Linked DNA regions of Mus musculus: regions 1 and 3 are each linked to region 2. A link is a contact called in public promoter capture Hi-C data. All regions are on one chromosome and are shown on one strand. Each heading gives the region's core, a stretch centred on a gene start, on an enhancer-like site or on the middle of the called end of the contact. The rest is flanking DNA. Distances are from core to core; before and after follow the strand shown.

What was found. Promoter capture Hi-C pulls out the DNA fragments that hold promoters and counts their contacts. Capture Hi-C pulls out chosen DNA fragments and counts their contacts.
Region 1: a promoter capture Hi-C map of pancreatic islet shows a contact between it and region 2, with 61 times the contacts expected there. The contact joins the promoter of Apobr here to the promoter of Zfp553 in region 2. A contact is called at or near these places in 4 of 39 promoter capture datasets (cranial neural crest, hippocampal neurons, liver and 1 more), 1 of 115 datasets of contacts at active chromatin or transcription factors (neural tube) and 3 of 9 other capture datasets (adipose tissue, liver and pancreatic islet).
Region 3: a promoter capture Hi-C map of pre-B cells shows a contact between it and region 2, with 2.9 times the contacts expected there. The contact joins the promoter of Spns1 here to the promoter of Zfp553 in region 2. A contact is called at or near these places in 2 of 39 promoter capture datasets (cranial neural crest and pre-B cells).

Annotation. Positions count from the first base shown.
Region 1 is chr7:126,582,338-126,586,475 of GRCm38.p6, forward strand. Apobr (apolipoprotein B receptor) reads left to right here and starts at 2,671. Exons shown (of 4, transcript NM_138310.1): 1 at 2,671-2,731; 2 at 3,039-4,138. The coding sequence starts at 2,675. It overlaps Cln3 (ceroid lipofuscinosis, neuronal 3, juvenile (Batten, Spielmeyer-Vogt disease)), which reads right to left and starts at 3,480. Exons shown (of 18, transcript NM_001146311.2): 1 at 2,958-3,480; 2 at 1,837-1,943; 3 at 966-1,110; 4 at 663-759; 5 at 427-505. The coding sequence starts at 708.
Region 2 is chr7:127,231,258-127,235,741 of GRCm38.p6, forward strand. It overlaps Zfp553 (zinc finger protein 553), which reads left to right and starts at 1,804. Exons shown (of 2, transcript NM_146201.2): 1 at 1,804-2,229; 2 at 4,007-4,484. The coding sequence starts at 4,018. Gm4532 (predicted gene 4532) reads right to left here and starts at 1,873. Exons shown (of 1, transcript NR_030674.1): 1 at 1,161-1,873. It also overlaps a transcript of Septin1 not described here.
Region 3 is chr7:126,375,391-126,379,583 of GRCm38.p6, forward strand. It overlaps Spns1 (spinster homolog 1), which reads right to left and starts at 2,544. Exons shown (of 12, transcript NM_023712.3): 1 at 1,447-2,544; 2 at 1,284-1,349. The coding sequence starts at 1,687.

The DNA of each region.
Region 1 (4,138 bases), core at 1,421-3,920, 650 kb before region 2:
GAGGAAGAGGAAGAAAGAAAGAAAGAAAGAAAGGAAGGAAGAGGAAAAAAAACAAAGTTAGCTGGAGGAAAACATTTAATAAATAACTCTACAGATACTAAGATCTGATCAATAGGTGAAGGTGGGAATTTAATGGAACTTGGAAAGTTCACAGTTGATTAAGTATCTGTGTATTCAACTGCTTTTCACAACTTGGCTCTCATCTTTGCTCCAATCGCACTTTACTTTGTTTGTTTGTTTGTTTGTTTGTTTTTCGAGACAGGGTTTCTCTGTGTAGCCCTGGCTGTCCTGGAACTCACTCTGTAGACCAGGCTGGCCTCGAACTCAGAAATCCGCCTGCCTCTGCCTCCCAAATGCTGGGATTAAAGGCGTGTGCCACCACGCCCAGCTGGCATTTTACTTTTGCACAACTCTCAGACCACTTACCAGAAACCCACTGCATTCTTCCAAAGGACACTCCGACTATCCAACCGAGGGGCCTGGGGCTCTGAGTCGGTCTCCTCCCCTGGGAGGTAGAGAAAGCATGACCCCCCACTCACTCGGGTACACGAAGGCCCCGCCTATCCCGCATGGTGTTGAGGGGGCAGGGCCAGCATCCCAACTCCTCGGGAGAGCCGCGGGCAGAGGTGGTCATTCCCAAGGCAACCGATGAGAGCACTCACTCTCAGAATCCTCAAGGCGCCTCCACGAGCCCGCAGAACTTCCCATAACATTGAGTTCGGGTCCCCCAAAGGGCCCAAAGTCAGCGTGTGTTCCGAGCTAGCTTCAAGAAAACAGATTAAAGTCTGGGACAGGTGGGTGCGAAGGATCAATGCCCCGCGGTCAGTCCCAGGTTCCGCTGTCTGCTATACACGACATGTCCGTCGAAGGATCCCCAGATCTCCAGCTCGTGTTCACCCACGCCCCACCCGCCTGACCCCGCCCCCTGCCCCTCTAAAGCAAAGCCCCCGCCCCCAGGCCTGTACCTTTAAGAGCAGCTGAACTCTCCGCAAGGTAGACGAGCAGGTTGGGGGTCACGTGACAGTACCCGTGAGCCTTCCATCACGTGCTTGAGGGTTGCTTCTTACTTCCGGGTCCTTTTTTCTCTTTTTCGCCTTTGGACTTCTCAAACTTCGGAGAATAAAAGAAGGAGAGTTCGAGAGAACGCTGGAAGCACTGATTTTGAATTGGAGTCGAAGGGAGCCACAAGTAGAGCCATGAAAAGCGGCGCTCTAGACGCCGACCAAATCTGCCAGTACTAGTCATGGCGCGGAAGGCTTCAGCTTCTTTCCTGCAGCTCTTACTTGCCTGAAACAATTATGGCTACTTTGCTGCGGATGTCCCACTACCCCACCCAACGTCCCAAGGACAAGTTCTGCTTGAGCGCAAAGGCGACCAGCCTCAAGTGTTATCTGTTGTCCTTACAGACCTATTGTAAAGACCTATAATAAGCATCTGGGAAGTAGCTGAGAGTAGATCGATTAAAAATAAACACCCACAAAACAGCATTCTATGAATTATCTGTGGCAATATTCACGATGTTACGGTTAAATCCCCTTTGCCTTACTATCCTAGAACAACAAATACCACGAAAGTTGTCCAACCCCTGGTTTTACAAGAGAAAACCAAGGTCCCTCCGCCCCACTGTGCAACAGAGGCTAGACTTTTAGCTGACTTCAGAGACTCAGCAGTAAGAAATAGAGCAAAGGTGCTAAGTTCACTGAGAAAGCTGCTATGGGTGTTTTTCCTGGTCTGTGATGTCAGCCGTTTGTCCTAATTGGAAGTTAGGAGAATGAGGCTGAGAGGATAGTTGGAATGTGTCACCTCACAGTTCCAAATAAGGAGTCCTTCCCTTACCTTCCACTCGATGGCAGGGCAGCATCTTGACCATTCTTCATCAAGCCTATTCCTCTGCTATGGATTCCAGCAGCCTCTGCCCACTTCTCCCGGGTCTTTTCAACCACCTGTCATTAAGATTTGCCGTTTGAAATATGCCCTCCTGTGGTGTTCTTCCTAGATCACTCAAACAGTGAGAAAAAGGATCCTCCTACCCAAACGAGTCTCTAGAAATTCTGCAGCCTCTGTCCTTAAGGAACTCACAGTAAGCTGTGAGGACACATGACCACAGTACAAGAATAACCATAGGTGAGGGTGTGGGCATTGAGCACCAATCCAGACCTTTCATCCCCAGAAAAATCTTAATGGCGTTGAAAATGGGAACCCAGAACTTCCAGTGGCCTTATCCTCACTTCTACAGCTTCTCCCCCAAATAAATCAGGAACCACAAACCCTAGCTTCCTCTCACTGAAGGCTGTGGCTTGGAGGAGGCGGAAATGGCTGAGGTGCGAATACAAGACCTGAGTCACTCAGGCTGCACTTGCCGAATGCCCCCTCCCCCATACCCAATTCTGAGGTCTCCTGTTTCCACTTTTTTTTTCCCTTTCCCCTTTCTGGCCCGATCCTCTGCCCTTTAGTTCCAGATGTGCACCCGAGTCTGAGTCACCTGGACACTGTTAAGCCATCCCCCTGCCTGTCATGAAGTCATCCATGAGCAGGGGGGAGGTGCACAGGGCCTGGGGTGGAGATTTGTCAGGGAGAGTCAGGGGAAGAGGAAGTGTCTTGGGTGCTGGGGAGGACTTCGTGGGTGGGGACGGATGGTCATTGTGAGCTTTCTGGACACACAGAGACCTGCAGGATGGATTTTCTCCGGCTTCGTCTCCCTGGGCTACATCAGGCTTTGAGGGGAGCACTGGTGAGAGGGGCAGAGAGATACCCGAAACTTCCACCATTCCTCGTAGTCTCACCTTTCCTCTCCCTTACAGCCTCTCCTGAAGCCTGAGCTCCCTTTCCTACAGTCAGCCAGACTCCTAGCCCAGTCCTTCCTGGGTTTCAATCTCCTGCCTCTACAAGTGTACCCACTTATTCAAGCTAGGCCTTGTCGGGGTCCCTTAGCAGACGTCCAGATCCCTGATTCTTACCTGGGCTTTGTTAACAGTGTACTCCTGGGGAAGTGGTTAGACCTCCCCTGAGTGCCTTCACTCTTCTTTCTTCTCTTCTAGGACTCCTTCAGTGCGTTTGTGTCCTACCTCGTAGGAGACACAGTCCCCACAGTAGAGAGGCAGACACAGGCAGCTGAGGAACTGGGAGAGGTGACTGAGGGGAAGGTTGTAGGAGAGGAAGCCCAGGAGGTACTGGAGGGACTTAGAAGTGGCCAGAGTGAGGGGGTAGAAGCACCCGAAGAGACTAGAAGATGCCAAGAAGGAAGTTTAGCTGGTGAACAGACCTGGGGGTGGAGAGCAGATAGCTCTGCAAGGCCCCAAGCAGAAAGGCAGGACACTGGGTCCTGGAAGGCAGCTGAGGATGCCAGGGGCCAGGAGCCAAGTGTCCCACTGAAGCCTGAGGCAGAGCCTGGGACTCACAGAGACAGGAGCAGTAATACAGCCCAGGAGATCTGGGAGCACGGTGAAGAGGAAGCAAGCAGTGGGGAGCCTCTGAGAACCTGTGAACAGAAGGAAGAAGAGGAGGAGGTGGTCAGAGCAGCAGAGTCAGGGATGGCCGAGGGGGTGGAGTCACAGCCAACCTGGCACAGCGAGCCTGGGGGGAATGCTGGCACTGAGGGGCAGCATGTGACAGAGGACAGCAAAGAGATAGACTGGGTGGCCAAAGACATGGTTGCAGAAATCGAATGGTTTGGTGCCAAAGGGATTGACAAGGAAGAGGAGAGGATGGTCCCAATGAGGGATGGTGAAAGGGCAAGGGCACAGGGGACACAATGCCCCGGGGCCGAGTCTGAGGACCAGGCCATGTTGAGTAGAGAGGCCTGGACAGTCTCAGACAGGGAGGGGGCTGATAGCCTAGGAGTTCAGGGAACAGAATACGGGTCAGACCCAGGAGACAACTTCCCAGGAACTACTGGGAGAGTCTGGGTCCTAGAAGAGGCTGACAAGGGAGACCAGCAGGATGAGGTCGACGAGAAGAGAGAGGCTGAAGTTAGGTTTCCGATCCAGACCCTGGAGGCTGAGAGAACTGGAGAGATGACTGAAGGCCACATAGCTGAAGAGGAGGCTATGGGAGAACAGGAAACAGAGGGCAGCTTTGAGGATGAGGAGAGGCAAGACTTAGCCATCAGGGATAATGGAGTGAGTCTAGAAGAAGAGGT
Region 2 (4,484 bases), core at 554-3,053:
CCCCAAAAGGGGAAAGCAGGCACCAGGATATTCATGTTAGGGCGGGTTTGTATCGAAAGTTGACCTTGGTGGCTGGGGCCAAGGAATTTGCAGAGAACACACCACACAATTGACCTATAATAATGCAATAAATGTTAAGAGATTTATTGGGGGGGCACAAAAGGCTGATTCAGAGCAGGAGAGAGAGAGAGAGAGAGAGAGAGAGAGAGAGAGAGAGAGAGAGAGAGAACGAACCATTGATGGCATGGGCTTTATAAAGGGTATGGCAGCTGGTGATGATATAGCTGCTGGGGCTGGATTGCTGAAGGCAGGTGAGGGCACACCTGGTTCTGGAATGTGGGCAGCTCCTAACACATGTCCCACCTGTGACCTCAACTACAAATAGTACCATACAGAATGTTCCAGAAAACAGCAACCACGTCCTTGTTCCAAAAAGTTACAGCCATCTTGCAAGCCTACATTTGTCTCAAAAGATCACTGTAACCACCTGTTGTTATGAACGCCTTGTAACTGTTCTGCTCTGTAACTCCACCTATTTGCCTGCCAAATCCCCAGTTTGGACCCCCCCAACCCCCTCGAGCTATAAAACCCTTATTTTTCCCTAGTTCAATACTGACCTTTGAATCCATCTTAGGGGCAGGCATCTCGTGTAGAAGAGTAACAAAGCTTGCTTTAATTGGGCATGATAATTTGGGTCAGTGGTCTTTCTCCTCCCTGCTTTGGGATTAACAGGACCAACCAATTTTTTTTTTTAAGTTAGTTAGAATTTTTAAAATTTGGGGGGCACATTGCACCAGTGCATGTGGAGGTCACAGGACAACGTGCACTCTCCTTTCCACCACACAGGTTCCCTGGAGAGAACTCAGGTTGTCAAGCTTGCGGACAATCCCCTTTTCCCACTGAGGCATGCCACTGGCCCAGTTCTCCACGCCTTGTATGATTTTTTTTAAAAAAACTGACCGCACTCTAGCCGGGCGTGGTGGCGCACGCCTTTAATCCCAGCACTCGGGAGGCAGAGGCAGGTGGATTTCTGAGTTTGAGGCCAGCCTGGTCTACAAAGTGAGTTCCAGGACAGCCAGGGCTATACAGAGAAACCCGGTCTCGAAAAAACAAAACAAAAAACCCCACAAAAACTGACCGCACTCAAGGGACAGACGATGCATGGTTTAACTTTATCTCTAACTTCTGCTTTATTGACAAATCTAATATAATACAAATAACATTATGTACTGCTAAAACATAACGAATTAATAAAAACCCCGTTAGCACTCGCTTTAGTGGCAGGACGGAAGCCTCTGGGTACTCACCTCTATAAAGGAAAACCTGCCTACAACATAAGATGCCGGGGTTATGCTTCTAGGGCCTGGATCCTTTGGAACGTGACTCCAGCAAGATGGAGGCAGGGTTTATTCTTCAGTCCCTCCCTGGGCTTGGCCTTTGCAAAGCCTTTCTTTGTTTTTCTACCTTTGTCTCCGCCTGTCGTCCTTTGTTCTGTCTCCCGCCCGTTTCTCTCCAGGCTCTCCGCCTCTTAGGGCCCCTGATTCCATTAGGGTGACTTGACGGTTCTTATCTGTTTCTACATCTCTTTGTCTCTGGTACCCAGTCTCTAGGTCCTGTCCCCGAGCATCGTCTCTCGCCGACAGTGCCCCGACTCGTGACTCTCAGGCTAGAACTTGGCAGGCTCCAGCTCGACCTGCCTGCCCCGGCCCAGCCCCCACTCCGAGCTGGGCTTTGTTTCCCCCGCCTCGGCGCCCCGCCCCGCCCGCCGGCTCTCTGTTTCCCTTTGTCTGCCACTCCATTCCTGGGCTCCTTCCTGGTTGTCCCGCGCGGGCAGTCCGGCTCCGCCGTGCCAGCTGTCCATCCGAGGAGGCACGCCGCTAGCGCCGCAGGGCACGGCTAGAACTGGTCCACGCCGCCGCCGCCGCCGCCGAGCCCGCGGCTCCTCCGGGTCCTAGAGCAGCTCGCCGAGGCCCGTGCTTCCGCTTCCCGTCCCGCCCAGCGGCGCCCGGGACGTGGGCCGAGCCCCCTCCTGGCGTGGCGTGGAGCCCGTACCCGTGCGGCTGGCTGCTGGGTTCCTGTTGTACCGAGGGGAACGGGGCGGCAGGTGCCCTCGGACTCACCGGGGCCGCGTCCCGGTCGTGGGCCGACGGTGCAGCGCGCTGCACAGCCCTGGGGCGCCGAGCTTCGCGGTACAGAGGACTTGAAAGCGGCTGAGAGCCATCGGTACAGGTGAGGGCGGCGGTCCGCATCGCACAGGAAGGTAATGGATGCTTGGGGACCCAGGGCCCAGGAAAGTCGGACGTGGGCGAAGGGGCAGCAAAATCCGAAGGGAAGAAGCCAACACCTACTGTGTGCCAGGCCGTGAGGGGCATCCTCCCTAACGCTCTCCCCTCCCCCTTCACTCAGCCCTACTGCAGGCCTCCAGGCTCAATTGTAATCTCTGGTGCTCTTTCTCTGCATGCGTTCTGCTGTAAATCCAGCTCTAATACTGGCTGCCTTCTCAAAACCTTCCCTGGCTTTCTTATTTTTATTAATTTAAAAGCTCTAGTGTTAAGTACAGACCTTGCGTGCTCAGAGTAGTCTCAGTATCCTTTTCCAAATAACCGCGTTCCTTTCCGTTGTTTTTGCTGCAGAGTAATGCCGGTCCTTGACTTATCTCTTGCCTCTTGTGGCAGCAGGTTTATTCCGAACCCGCAGTTACAATCATTGCTACTTTGTTTTTTCTCTCCTACACCCCATATCTGTTTATCTGTAGGGAAGTAAGTTTATACAAGATCGTAGAAGTTACCAGGATAGAGCCAATGGAGTGGAGAATTCAGATCCAGTCTGGGCAGTACAGTAAGACAGTCTCAAAAACTGGAGGAAAAAAAAGAAAAAAAAAAAACCCACAGAAATTCGATCAAAAGACCATATACTAGGTTTTCTAAATTGAAATACTGTAATATAACACAGGCTTGAGTAGATAGTTAGAAACTCGGCCCAGGGTAGGGTTTCCTCCAAGTAGGAAACACTTCTCTCAAACCCGATGGCATTCAGTGCTGGGATGATTTATGGGACCGCAGAGAGGGGCTTGGAAAGTTTTCTACTAACTTTCTTTCTTTCTTTTTTTTGGGGGGGGGGGTTCCTGTGTAGCCCTGGCTATCCTGGAACTCACTCTGTAGACTAGGCTGTCCTCGAACTCAGAAATCCCCCTGCCTCTGCCTCCCAAGTGCTGGGATTAAAGGCTTGCACCACCACACCGGGCTTCTACTAACTTTCATGTGGTGGTGGCACATGCCTTTAATCCTAGCACTCAGAAGTCAGAGGAATGATAGAGACACCTCCGTGAGTTTCAGGTCATCCTGGTCTAAAGAGTGCGCTCCAAGACAGACTCACTGCACAAAGAAACCCTGCTTTGAAAACAAAAGAAAGAAAAAAAATTGCTTTAATTCTCTTTGTTTCCATGGGGGTAAACCAAAGAGACTAATATTACCAATAGGATTGTGAAAGTCTTGTATTGTTAGAAGGCCCCTGTATTGTTTAGTTTAGTGATCATTGATTAAATGCATAGCAAGCAGGGGTAATGGTGCACTTACTATCCCAGGACTTGGGAGGCTAAGAACACTTTGTTTTGAGACAAGTTGTTACTTATGTAGCTGACCTTGAAGTCAGATCCACTTGCCTCTGCCTTCCCAGCTTGTGTTTAAAAGCATGTGCCACCATGCCCATCAGGGCTGAAAGTTCAAGGCCAGCCTGGGCAAGTTATCAAAACCCCTGTCTCAGCTAAGGATTGCGGCACAGTAGTACTTATAATTAGTGAGAGGCAGATAATTAGTGCTCCCTAAGTTCAGTAGAGAGGGAGAACATTCAGAGATTGTGCCTCATTAAAGATGTTTTACTGGGAGAGTTACCGGGGGTTACCCCCAGGGGTAGAGGCCCTGGGTTCCATTCCGGGAGCCATAAAAGGAAAGATGAGGTTGAGCCAAAGGGTGAGATTTATAATTCTGTTTTCTTTCTCTAATTGTAGGGACTGAGACTATGGAGGCTTCTCCGGGGGATGAGTTTGAACACTCACCACAAGAGAGGGATGGCCCAGAGATCAAGGAAGAGGAACAGTTAGCCCCAACTCTCCAAGTAGGAAACACTTCTCTCAAACCCGATGGCATTCAGTGCTGGGATGATTTATGGGACCGCAGAGAGGGGCTTGGAAAGCGACAGCCTCGAGACCCAGTCCCCCGGATTCTGGGAGAACCCCGGTGGGGACAGGGCAGTAATGACCGAGCTGCTGTGTGTGGTGAGTGTGGCAAGAGTTTCAGGCAGATGTCTGATTTGGTGAAACACCAGAGGACGCACACAGGGGAGAAGCCCTACAAGTGTGGCGTCTGTGGCAAGGGCTTTGGGGACAGCTCAGCCCGAATCAAACATCAGCGAACTCACACTGGAGAGAAGGCCTACAGGGTCCGGCCACCGGCCCCAGGTCCTCCCAAGATGCCTCGATCTCGGAT
Region 3 (4,193 bases), core at 1,294-3,793, 860 kb before region 2:
GGCCCAAGGTCACGACTTTCCAAAACTTCCTTTATAGAATGGATCATCAGTCCCTCCCTTCTACCCAGCCTGAAACCAAATCCACCCCTTACACCCTCTACAATGTCCGATCTAACCCACCTCCTTCCTTTCCCCCTTCTCTGCATCTTCAAGGCAACTGCCAAGACCACACACATTAGGGTTCAGCACCCACATCCCGTCTATCTGGGACATTTTCATTTCTCTCCCGAGCGTCACAAAAACCCAACTGCTTCAAATTCTAACTCAGACACAACCAGATTGTCATTTTCTTTTCTTTTCCTTCTGGGGTTGGGGAGGAGAGAAAGTCTCACTGTGTACATAAGGCTGCCTAAGCTCACAGCAACCCTCCAGCCTTTTGCCTCCCAAGTGCTGGGATTAAAGGAGTGTGCCAACACACCTGGCTCTACCCTTCTTTTACAAAAGCCTTATCCATCTGAAAAATTATTCCATTTTAATTAACCCCCTCAGGCACAGCAGGGTGTCAGCTCCTGGGTGGGCCAGGTCTGCATCTCCTTTAATTCATAACCTAGCATAAAACACGTGTCCAATGAACGAGTGTTGAATCCACACCATGTGGACCTTTGACCTCGTTCTCTTTTCTGCACACTTAATGCTTCTACCCAGTTCCTCTCTGGCCTGGAGTAGGAAAAACAAATACTTGAAAACCTTGTTTCAAATTCTCATTCACCTCTTTGCTTATGTGACCCTGGGCAAATCTTAGCTCTTCTGATAAAAATACAGGTAGCTCTCCCAGTACAAATAGGAAAGGCAATGAATGCTACTCCTCAGCTGACAGAACTATAGGCAAGAATACCTGGCCAACGTCCTTGTAGGGCCCCTACCACTTCTAGGGCGCACTACTAGGACCTAGCACATAATAGGCTCTCAGAAATGGAGACTTTCCCCCCACAGCAGTGCCAAGCACTCCTGCCATTGTATCCTGGTGCCCACTATGTGCCACACACAAGGCATGACCTAGTCCTCACACCAGTCTAAAGAACTAGCCCATTTTATTACTAGCTTCATTCTACAGACCAGAAAAATGAGGCTTAAAGTGGATGAGTGTGTTGCCTACCGACTCATAATAACTAGCTGGCTCCCTCTGTGCGATGTCCCAGCTCAAGTGGACAGCCCAAGAGCAGCCACGGCCATTGCCTCCAAGAGCCCTGGCCACTAAAGCTTCACTAGGCAAACCTGCATGTATGTAGGCCTACTTGAGGCAATTAAGAACGAGGGGTTGTGTGGGCAGTAGCCTCACTCACCAGTCTGGATGAGGCCAGTACTACCATCTCCGATGTTAAAGAACTGCTCGATGTCTGTAAGAACCCCTGGAAAGAAAAAACAAAGAATGAGCGCCAAGAGGCGACCCTATCCTGGGGAACTTCTCCCTTGCCTATATCCCTTCTTCGGAGCATCAGTGCGTACCTGCCACGGTGAAGCGGTCCATGTAGTTCAGGAGGTTAATGTAGCACAGAACCACCACTATGAGGGTCGAATGGCCCCGAGATAAGCCAGTGATGCGCTGTAGCCCCTCACAGTCTGGGACCTCGAGTTCCCCGGACTTTGGATTCCCCATGGGTCCTGGCAACCCCGGATGGCCGGGCGCTGGCCCGTCATCAGGATCATCTGCTTGGCTGAGGAAGGGCGCCGTGTCGGACCCGGCCATGGTCCCTGGGGAATCGCAACCGCCCACGCTTCGGTCCTACCTCCGACGGAAGGAGGTTGGAGAGAGGACTGCGAGAAGACTTGCCCACTATCGCCTAGGAGCGTGGTCCGATGCACAGTGCACCACTGCGAAAAGCCCTGGGCTTCGTCATTCCCTCTGGTTCCGACAGAGGAGAGCACACAGGAGGTGCAGGTGACGCTGGGACAGGAGCAGGAAGACCAGGACCCAGTCCCTCTTCTCACGCTGACGCACTCCAAAGCCCGGGAAGGAGCGCGCCACACTCGCTGTTGCTCAGTCCAAGCTCAGCAACACAACTGCCGCCATGTTGCCCAAGAGCAGGTCATGTGACACCGGAGCCCTACCGGAGAAAGTCACCCGGTGCAAGGATTGAACACGTGACCTGCCACCGCCTACGGAAGCCTCCAGGGTTTCTAGGGCTCCTCCGCTATGGTAACCCGACGCTCGTTCCTACTTCCACCAGTAGCCTCCAGGGGGCCTCGCAAGCTGGTGTAATCAATCGCCTAGATGGAATACCCATTTATCCGATTTCACGAGATAGTGGATTATTTGGAAATATTACATCTCTACAGATGCTAGTGAGTTGTTTCCTCTTTTCTTCTTCAGTGACTGGCTGATGGCTTCATTGCTCAGTAATTGTTGGATGAATAGCGGCGAGCAGCTGCCTCCTTTTGTTTACCAATCATGAGCTTTCACTGTGGACATTTAGATTCCTATAGAGTCGGGCGTAGTAGCGCATACCTTTAGTCCCAGGAGAAGGCAGAAGGACGGAGATCTTTGCAATTTCAAGGACAGCCTGGTTTACATAGCGAGTTCCAGGTCAGCCAGGGCTACATACTGAGTGAGACCCTGCCTCCAAGAAAAGATGCTAGAGTTTAGGAGGAAGAGGATGTTTTGTCTATGGCCTCGAGTTTTTCTCCAACCAAGACTAGTGTCCTCGCGCCCTCTGGTGTCTCTCCTGGAGGACAGGCGGAGGCTCAGAACCAATGAACTGCAATGTACCCTGCACCAAAAAATGGCATATGGCTCTAATCCCAGCACTAAAGAGACAGAGGCAGCCGATCTCTGTGGTCGAGGCTAGCCTGGTTTACTGAGCAAGTTCCCGGGTGACCAGGGCTACACGGAGGAACCTTATCATAAACCAACAACAACAAACTCAATCTGGCTGGTGGCACATGCCTTTAATACCTTTAGTCTTGAAAACAAAACATACAAAAAAAAAATCCCACTAGGTGTGGCAGTGAATTAAACAAACCTTTTATCTCAGCACCCACGGAGCAGAGGCTTTTTTTTTTTTGGCTTGTTTTTTCATTTTTCTTTCTTTTATTTCCAAGGTTTCTCTGTATGTCTGACTGTCCTGGAATTCCCTTTTTTGACCAGTGTGGCCACCAATTCACAGGCATCCACCTGCCTTTGCCTTCAGAAGGCTGGGATTAAAGGTGTTCCATGGCGAACCGTCTCAGGTTGCTAGTTTTCCTTAATATACATACATTCTGAATGCAAAATACTATGATTCTATGAAAATACTGTTTTGTGATCCCACTTCCAGAACTGGGATGTAGTTCAGTTGATAGTAAATACTGCCAAGCATTCCTGAAACCCTGGGCTCAAGTCCCCAGTACCTCATTCACCCAGCCCGTTGCAAAAGGTAGAAGGAGGAGAATTGGAAGTTCAAAGTGGTCCTTGATACATAGCAATAGTTAACTTTAATGTGGCTTTGGGTACATAAGACCCAGTCTCGACAAAACAAAAAACAAAACAAAACAAAACAAAAAATTAAAGATTCCTCTTGGGGCTGGAGATGGCTCAGTGGTTAAGAACACTGACTGTTCTTTCAGAGGTCCTGAGTTCAAATCCCACATAGTGGCTCACAACCATTGGATCCAATGCCCTACTCTAGTGTATCTGAAGAGAGCGACAGTGTATCCATATACAGAAAATAAATCTTTTTTTTTTAATATCCCTCTCAGCACAGCAGAGGAAGAGGCAGATAAAAGTTTGAGGATTTGAAGACTGGACTGTATTGAGTCTTAAGTCAGCCTGGACTAGATAATGATGAGATACAGAGACAGAGAAAGAAAGAGAGAGAGAAAGAGAAAGTTAGAGAGAGAGAGAGATTGAGAGTTCGAAAATAGGTAAGGGCCAGCAAGGTGGCTCAGAGGATAAAATACTTGGTACCAATACTGACAATCTGAGTTCTGTCCCTATCCAAATGGCAGAAGAGGATTGCCTGCCACAAGCTGTCCTCTACCTCACACATGTGCCATGACATGCACACAAAATAAAAACGTAATAAAAGATTAAAAACGTAAAACACTGTGAGATGAAAGAAACGTGACATAATAGGTTGCCTACTGCATTACTCAATTCAAATGAAAACCTAGTGTCTGGACACACGCACCAGGCATCCCACATGCTCAGGAGGCAAGTGGGTCACTTGAACCCAGAAAACTGACTCTATCTGGGCTATCTAATGAGTCTCTATCTC